2 separate regions of the Rattus norvegicus genome follow, and region 2 is linked to region 1. The links are chromatin contacts, called in public Hi-C maps. All regions are on one chromosome and are shown on one strand. Each heading gives the region's core, a stretch centred on a gene start, on an enhancer-like site or on the middle of the called end of the contact. The rest is flanking DNA. Distances are from core to core; before and after follow the strand shown. Region 1 has its middle 170 kb from the start of Ifng. Region 2 has its middle 180 kb from the start of Dyrk2.

Region 1 (4,177 bases), core at 1,126-3,625:
AGTCTTGAAGGGTCAACAAGTAGTTCACCCATCAATAACTCTGTAGACAGGAGTTAGGTCTATTGAGCTGGGTTTTCGGGTAGTTCGGGATACCTCAGTGTGTGCTCTGAAACGGCGCAACAGGAAAATGTATATGAAGGACTGAGGAGAGGAGCCAGTCTCAGTAGAAGCCAAGAGTCCGGTCAATACTCTTAGACCATATAAAATCTCGTTATGCTCATGGAAATGCAGGCAGCAGGGTGCCCGGTTTAATAGAACAGAGGAATGAGGCATCCATAAAATAAGATTTATTCACTTTCCCTACTATGGACCGAACCTCTTTGTGTGTTCTTGTTAATTTATAAACTTTCCGATTCATATTCCAAGGACCCATCCCGCTGTTTTCAAATAACCGTTAGAGATAATCGTCGGGGTTTTATTTAGACAACATGACCTTAATTTTTATTTCTGCTTCACTCAGCGCAATGCTACTTACTTGCTGAAGTCCTAAATTGGGCATCCAATTAGATTACTTACCGACACCTAGTGGCGAAGATCGGAACTGAGGGCTATTGCTAAGGTGGTCCTTGTGTGTCTAGCCGGCCCATGCTGGTGGTCTAAGGGCAGCATTGGGGTTTCATTGTCTCTTTTCCACTCACCTCATCCTAACGATGCTAAAGTTAACCCAGGCCAGCTTTGTGGCTTTAAAAATATAACTGAATAGAGAAATGAGGGCAAAGGAGAAAAAGAAAGGAGGAGAGGATTGATCGTCTGAAGGTTAGAACCACTTAGAAGACAAAGTCAGTAATAGGGCTTTAAAAACTATTTATTAAACATAGCCACACCAGGGAACAAACTGAAAGGTAAATTGCTCGGTTAATACTTTAATTCCATCTTTTCCACAGGGTTTCTCTGTGTCTTGGAGCTTGCTCTGTGGACTAGGCTGGCTTCTGGTTCTTTTTTTTTTTTTTTTTTTTCGGAGCTGGGGACCGAACCCAGGGCCTTGCGCTTCCTAGGTAAGCGCTCTACCACTGAGCTAAATCCCCAGCCCCTCCAGGCTGGCTTCTAACTCAGAGATCCACCAGCCTCTGCCTCCCAAGCGCCAGAATTAAAGGTGTGCACCACCACACCCAGCTGGATTTGAAAGATTAGAGTAAGCATGTTTAAGATAACTGAAAACAAAGACATAGCCAAATTTAGATTTTGTTTAAAAAGACCATGCAGCTGTCATATATCGTAAAGTATCTTTCTAGTTACTCAATTTTTGTCCCCCTCCATTGCTCACCTATTTGCCTTACGATGTCTACCTGCTTTTCCTACTAAAGACATCAGCTGAGATGGGAGCGTGAATCTACGAGTTAGAGCTGTCTGAAAATGCAGAAACGCGGTCAATGACTTGCCCTCCCAGCATAATGGTTAAAAAAAAAAATCCACCTAACCAATCAAAGAAGCAAAGAATACAAAGGAACATGGCAATTAATCCACTATTTAAAACAAAATAGCAAGCTCCCTAGAAAATGCTGGGGGGGGGGGGCCCTGACAGCTTAGAGCCTGGAGAGGAACCCATCTTAGAGAAAAACCACCAGAGTCTGGGGGAAAACACAAACAGAAACAATCCTGACAAGCAGGATTCTACTTAAAAGCCAAAGCAGACATTGGAAGACACAGACAAGAGAGCTCCAGTCCCTGACAGGAGTAGGTTTGCCCACATTTTGTAGTCCAGCACATTCACCCAGACATGGAGTACACCACGGACGGGCTGAGCCCCTTTCAGACTCAAGCTCTGCTGGACAGTCACCCAAAACACACAAGCTACTTGCTCCTGGGAGGTAGATTCCATAGGCATTGTGACATGGTGGTTGGGATTCTTAGGTCCAAGTAAGAGAAGGTTAAGAGAAGCCCTCCCTGCCTGAGTCAACGTCACACACAGCTCCCTTGTTGACTTTCTTTCCTGTGTCTGAATTCCCAACCTACACCTCTACATCCTCACTGGGGAGTTATTGTGAATGAAAACATACTTTGATGAATGAGATTATTCATGGAAGTACTTTTTTTCGGCATCGAAGTTAACAGTAGCAATAAGATTTGTTAAAAAAGCGCTCTCTAAATCTGCTGTAGAAGACCTTCAGACAGGATAGACTAGGGTGCTCGTTGGTTGACCGATGATGTAGACTTTTGATGATGCAAACAAACCTGAATGCTCCCGGGAGAAATGGGTGGAGAGTGTGTTGATGTTTGCTCCGAAATTTCAACTAGTCCCTGTGTTTTTAAAATTATTATTTCTGATAAAGAGAGAGGGGTTTTAGGCTTTTCCTTCTCTCCTGTCCCACCTCTATCCCACTGGCCCGTTTACTCTTTCCAACTAGCCCCATTTCCCTGTCAAACATGCTTGTGGTTTGCAATTCTCTGATGACTAAGTATGCTAGGATTTTTCCATGTGTTTATTGGCTACCTGTAATTCACCCTTTGGGAGACGTCTGTTTAATTTGCCCGTTTAGTCTTTGAGTTTGCTTGGTCGTTTTTTAGTCCTGAAACACACTAGAGAGAGGCATCCCCAGTCGGATATGTAGCTGATTCTCCTAGTCTACAACACTCAGCTTCCAAGTCTGAGTGACCCTGATTTAGTATAATATTGTCCAGTTCCATTCATTTTCCTTCTATGTTCCTAATTCCAGTTTTTTTTTTTACAGGTGAATAAAATCCCATCGCACACGGGTTACGTGTTCATTATCATACATCTCCTGATGGGCATCCAAACTGATTCCATTTTCTTGTTACTGTCAAGGAACAGCAATTAACATGGATGTACTATGGTACGGTATAGAATCCTTTGGGCATAGGCAGGCCAGAGTGGCTGGATCAGATTTTTACCCTTTTGATATCCCTACATACTCGTTTCTATAGTATCTGCACCAGTTTAAACTCCCACTCCACCAGCATAAAAAAGTTCACAACAAGTGACATAGATGAGACAAAAAGAGTCGACTATGGTTTTGATCGTATTATGCAGAAGTATGGTTTCTTTTCAACTGAAAATTGTGGTCAGAGAACTTGTTTTTGGAGCAAATAGAAGCCCAGAATAAGTAGTTAGATGACAAAGGAACACTCGATTGCTTTTGGTAAGATAAAGTTTCCAAGTCTGAGGGAATTACATCACACAATACACAAGAACAGTCAGAACTGCTCCTGTGGCAACTCAGAAGCTGGCCCGTAGGAAGGGCTTCACCTGAGGCTTGTACCGTCTCTGTCATTCAGCGGTTCAGGCTTGGTGATTGGCACTTGCACATGGGGGCTCAGCTGAGGGAACATCTTTAGGAAGTTTGCCCTGGCTCTGGGCAGGGAATACAATGTTTACCCTGAGCACATTTACCTCACTGCCCTCAGGACTCTGATCAGTAGATCCTTCCTGTCATCCATTGCGTGTGCTTCATTTCTTCCCTGTTGCATCCCCAACACAGTGGACCACAGCAAGTCCTCAGCAAGTTCTCCTCCAATCAGTAAGTCGACTGCATTGTCAGACCATCTGATCTTTCTTGTTGAAATTCTTTCCTCTCTGGACTCCAAAGTTAAAGAGTCCGAGCGTGAAGTCATCATTGTCACTAAGCGGTAGACTATTGAGAACCTGGGGAGGTTAAAAAATGTTTCATCTCATCCAAAGGTGCAGTGTGTAATATCTAAAACACCCCCACGCCACTCAAACACCAAAACAGTCACCATAGGCTTCTAATAACACAGCATTTTTACTTTGTCAGGGCATAGGCTAACGGTAATTTTTAGTACTCCTAACAGACCTTTAAAAAACAACCATCCTCTCCTATTTTGTATTTGAGAAGCTCCGAGAGGTAAAGTGTCTTATCCCCACAGATTGTGGTTGTGGGAGGTGTCAATGATCCCCAGACCTCTTCTGCCTTCTGTCTGTGCTCTTTTCATTGCTTTCTCCAGCCTAACCAACCGAGGGCCACACTGGATGACTTAAACAGAAAAAACTATCTGCTCTTGAACATTTGGAAGCTGGCAGTCCAAAACCAAGGTCGATCAACAACAGTGTGTTATTGTTCAGACTTTGAGTATAATCTGTCCTTACTTCTCTGCCTCTGCCGGTGGCCCTCAGAGATGAACGGCAGTCCACTGCAGCTTCTGCTTCTGACCACCCCTGACCCTTTTCCTGTGGGCCTGTCTTTATTTCCTGTGAGGACTC
Region 2 (4,177 bases), core at 1,098-3,597, 120 kb before region 1:
CTCCCCACACACACCCCCTCCCCGGCAGTAATAAAGTCACCCTGTCTGTGGGTAGATCTGTGGAAAGTAACAACACAGACAGCTGACCTGACTGTCGAAAGTGTCCAGGGCAAGCCTGTGGTTTGGGAGGCGTCTGTGTTTTATGTGGGCTGGAAACAGGCTGTGTATTTCCCATCTGTAGAGACGGGCGTAGCAACAATGGAAATTTATGCCTCTCGAAAGCCTGGCTACACATTAAGTCACTGAGTGCTGAACGCATTGGGTCAGGGTGGGTGATCTCTGGCCAGCCCACCTCTGCTGGCCGGGCTGTGTCTCTTATTTACTTCCAATCTCTCCTCAGAAGGAAGAAAATAAAAAAACATGTCTCATGCAATTGAACCAGATTAAGTAGTTCTGTGTACACATGTCACTGTCTTCGATTTTGATATCATGAAAACAAGTTAGGCTCAATCCTTTCTGCTGGAGTGGACCTTTCCTTCGACGCCCCGTTCCAAATACTTACCTAGCTCTCTGCCCTAAAATACATGGTGGGGGATACAGTTGGATGACTCTGGACTCCACAGTCTAATGGAGAATTAAAAAACAAAACCTGAACAAGAATAACAAATAAGACATATGGTGTGAAAGAAGTTAGTACATGATACAGTGTGGGGTGAGCCATCAGTTCTCTGAAGAGAACGTTTCTAGAAAAGAAGTAGCTTCTCATCAAACCTCACAAGACAGGAAAGTGGGTCACAAAAGACAAGGGTGGGGCTCGTAGACATGGGTACTATAAAAGAAAAACCTGAGGACAAGAGGTAAGAAAGAGAGAGAGAGAGACAGAGACAGAGAGAGAGAGAGACAGACAGAGAGAGACAGACAGAGAGACAAAGAGACAGACAAAGACAGAGACAGAGAGAAAGAGACAGAGAGAGAGACAGAGACAGAGACAGAGACACAGAGACACAGAGACACAGAGACAGAGACAGAGACAAAGAGAGACAGTGAGAGATAGAGAGAGACAAGAGAGGGAAGAGCCTGATCCACCAAGGAGAATGGAATCCTGGAGAATTGAGAATAGTCAGTCCCATTGAATCCTGTTCATGGTGAGTCCTTGGGAAAAGACAGAAATAAACAGCTCTGTTACTGGGACTAAAGAAACTCGGCTTTTGGTTTCCAAGTGTGCATGGCCTGTGTATTAACTGTGTAGTTACGCTGATGCCAGTGCACTCTGAAGTTCCCAAACATAAAAGTAGCATCTGGTGAGTGGTTCACTAGCGCTCTTCACCCACAGGACCATTGGACTGTGGGACCTCTGCTGGGGAGTGCTGTGTGCGCAGAGACCTCACAGAGGAGTGGTCAGTTATTCCTGAGAGAAGGAATAAACCTAGCACCCACGCTCATGGGTAACGCTTGTTTAAAATGAATACCTATGTGACCGAATGATGCAAGAGTGACAAGACATAGATGGTCCTGAGAGAGAAGGGAGACCTCCTCTCCCTCTCTCCCCCTTTCCCTCCCACTCCCTCTTCCTCCCCCCTCTTCCTTCTCTGCCTCCCCCTTCCTCCCCCTTCCTCTTCCTCCCCCTTCCTTTCCCTCCCCTCCCTCCTCCCTCTCTCCCTCCCCCTCTCTCCCTCTCCCTCTCTCTTTACCCCTCTCCCTTCTACTTCTATTCCTCCTTTCTCTCTCCCTCCCCACTCTCCCTACCCCTCTCCCTGCCTTCCTTCCTGAACGTTAGCTACTCGTATTTATATCCCAGTCACAATCTGGATTTAAGCTGCCCCCTTTTAGGAGTCATACATTATTGCTTGTCTTTAAGAAAAATTGATTTCTCTTCCTCCTCCTCCTCCTCCTCCTCCTCCTCCTCCTCCTCCTCCTCCTGCTCCCCCTTCTTGCTTGGTCCTAGCTGTCTTTAGTAGAATATTTAAAGGAGAGACCACGGAGCCCATGACGAAGCAAGAGATGAAGTACTGATAGAACCCTTAAGAAAAGAAGAAATCAGTGGTTCAGAGTAATGTGATTAGCATAAATTAGCTGGCCCATGGAGCACAGACGACCCCCCCCCCCAGAGACTTCCCTGCAAGAGGGCCTTTTAGAATCTCGGACTTCCCAGAAGCATGCAAATGGACAGCAGGTCTTTGGTAATGAGATGTAACACTAGTAGGCAGTATAAACGTTACACACAGACCAGACAAGTCTTAACCTTGCTCCATATCCCCCTTGAAATAAAATATATGTCACTGGGCCTCTGAGGGAAAGGTATTCTTTGCTCTCTGCTGAGTCTGCAGGAAAGAATGTTCCAGACTGTTTGCCATGTTTCCTCTGCTTCCAAAAAAAGATTAAGACTGAAGTAAGTCAGGCCAGAAATAAAAACCATGGCCTCCCTCTCCTTCTGTCAGCAGAGATTAAACAGATGATGACCAATCACTGTTCCCTGCCACATTCCCAGGACAAATGGAAAATATCTAATGCTGAAAAGGAGGGCTCTGGGCCTCCCTTCACAGGACAGACAGTGTCCACATAATAGGTTGCCTCTCAGGCACAGGAATCACAGATTGATTTAGTGTTCAAACACGTTTGTAAACTGTTGCGGGAACCCTTAGGGCCAGACAGATTCTCATATTCAGCTCCGTTTAGACCACGTCCTTTGATAAGAGCTTCCGTGTCTATGAGGGCTCATACTGCTCCTCCCTCCACCCCCACCTAAACCTAGTCAATGGGTTGCTATTCAGTGAGCAGGTTAGAGAAAGGATTTAAGGAACACTTAGAAATACTTTTTGTTAAGTTTCGGAGTCATTCAGAACATCCATGTGGAGAAATGCAAATCTCTCTCAAAAGACTCAGAAGAGATGAGCTGCTCCTAAGTGGCCTTTTGTCAAATGGATGTCTGAGGCAGGTTCTTAAAGCTCTAGAGTTTCCACTCCAGCTGTAGTTCTGGTTCCTAGATTAGCACTGAACGTGAAGTGGGACTCAGAGTCACTTATCCAGAGTGCTCCAGGGAGCCTAGACCATGTAGGAGTGTGTATCTCAGGGACATTTAGAAATACACCACTGCAGGTAGAAGCAAAGGCTGCCTTCGAGATGTCAGACTCATATCTTCTGATTGTGCCTCAGTGGTTAGGATAGTTAGTGTTTGTTAAGTCAGTATTCGATAGTGTGACTCTCTTCCCTAAAATACAGCTAGAAATGACAGCTTTGTTACTTTCTGATCTGTTACTGATCTGATCTGCTCCTTTCTGATCTCCTCCGAGGCACTCAGTGAAGGTCACAAGGTCCTTTTAGAATTCTGGGCACCTTTTTATGTCTGAGTTTTAGGAGCCGATCTGGGACAGATGCCTCCCTATAACTTCTGACTATTAAAATGTCCTTTCCGTGAGTCATATCTTCTTTTCAACTTTACTTTGGGAATTTGAGATTTATGTTTAACTGCCCTGAAACAAACATTCACAATTTAAAAATAAAGCCTCTATGCAGAGGGCAAAACTCAGTACCATAGAAGTGCATCCAAGGGTTGGAAAGGAGCCGGCTAAAGCCTTTGCAGCACCAAAAAAGACATGTCAGCACTCCGGACAGTTTTCTCAATGTAACAGTTTAGAGTTGTAAGTAACGGAAATTTACTGGGGCTGGGTTGGGCAAAACAAAGAGGATGAAGGAAATTAGACCCACATCACACAGTTCTAAAGAGCTAGCTCCAAACAGACTACACCGGGAGAAAATTCTAGAGTCAATGTCGAGCACTAGGACACTCAAAGTCGGTGGACATTTTTATCAATAGGCCCTTAACGGTGTCTGAGCTCCGCAGCTCTGGCCTTCGTATCTCCCTTCCACTTCTCAGGTTTCTGGAGACAAATTTCTGATGTTCCCACTTTGATTAGCTATTATTGTTTGACAGTTATTCTAGAGGACAAACTCATTTCGGAGAACCCTCGGTCCTCTAAAAGATCTACTGGGAGAACTACAAATGGGAGAAGTAAAGGACACCGGGATGCTTGGCTAAAACCCTGCGTGGGAGCAAAGAAAAGGGTGAATGGGCAGAACGTAACATTCCCATAACAACCACATTTTGGCTAAGTCAATGAGAGTCAAAGTCACACATTCTGAAATGCAAGAAACTGTATGAGAGCGAAGCTGCCGTCTCTCTGCTTTTGGAAGTCATTGGCTGCAAGCAGACCGTGGGAAGGGCAGCCTGGTCTATGGA

Evidence for each region. Hi-C and Micro-C count contacts between places; a contact is called where the count stands out from the background.
Region 2: a Hi-C map of the A7r5 cell line shows a contact between it and region 1, with 4 times the contacts expected there. The contact joins two enhancer-like sites. A contact is called at or near these places in 2 of 12 Hi-C or Micro-C datasets (the A7r5 cell line and psoas muscle).

The regions. Positions count from the first base shown.
Region 1 is chr7:55,952,724-55,956,900 of GRCr8, reverse strand. No RefSeq gene overlaps it. Among named protein-coding and RNA genes, the nearest start is that of Ifng, 170 kb to the right of the region's middle. Within about 2 kb of position 2,375, at least 1 of the 93 cell types and tissues checked has an H3K27ac peak or open chromatin away from gene starts, as enhancers often do. A contact at or near this core is called in the A7r5 cell line, where this site is marked.
Region 2 is chr7:56,068,866-56,073,042 of GRCr8, reverse strand. No RefSeq gene overlaps it. Among named protein-coding and RNA genes, the nearest start is that of Dyrk2, 180 kb to the left of the region's middle. Within about 2 kb of position 2,347, at least 5 of the 93 cell types and tissues checked have an H3K27ac peak or open chromatin away from gene starts, as enhancers often do. A contact at or near this core is called in the A7r5 cell line, where this site is marked.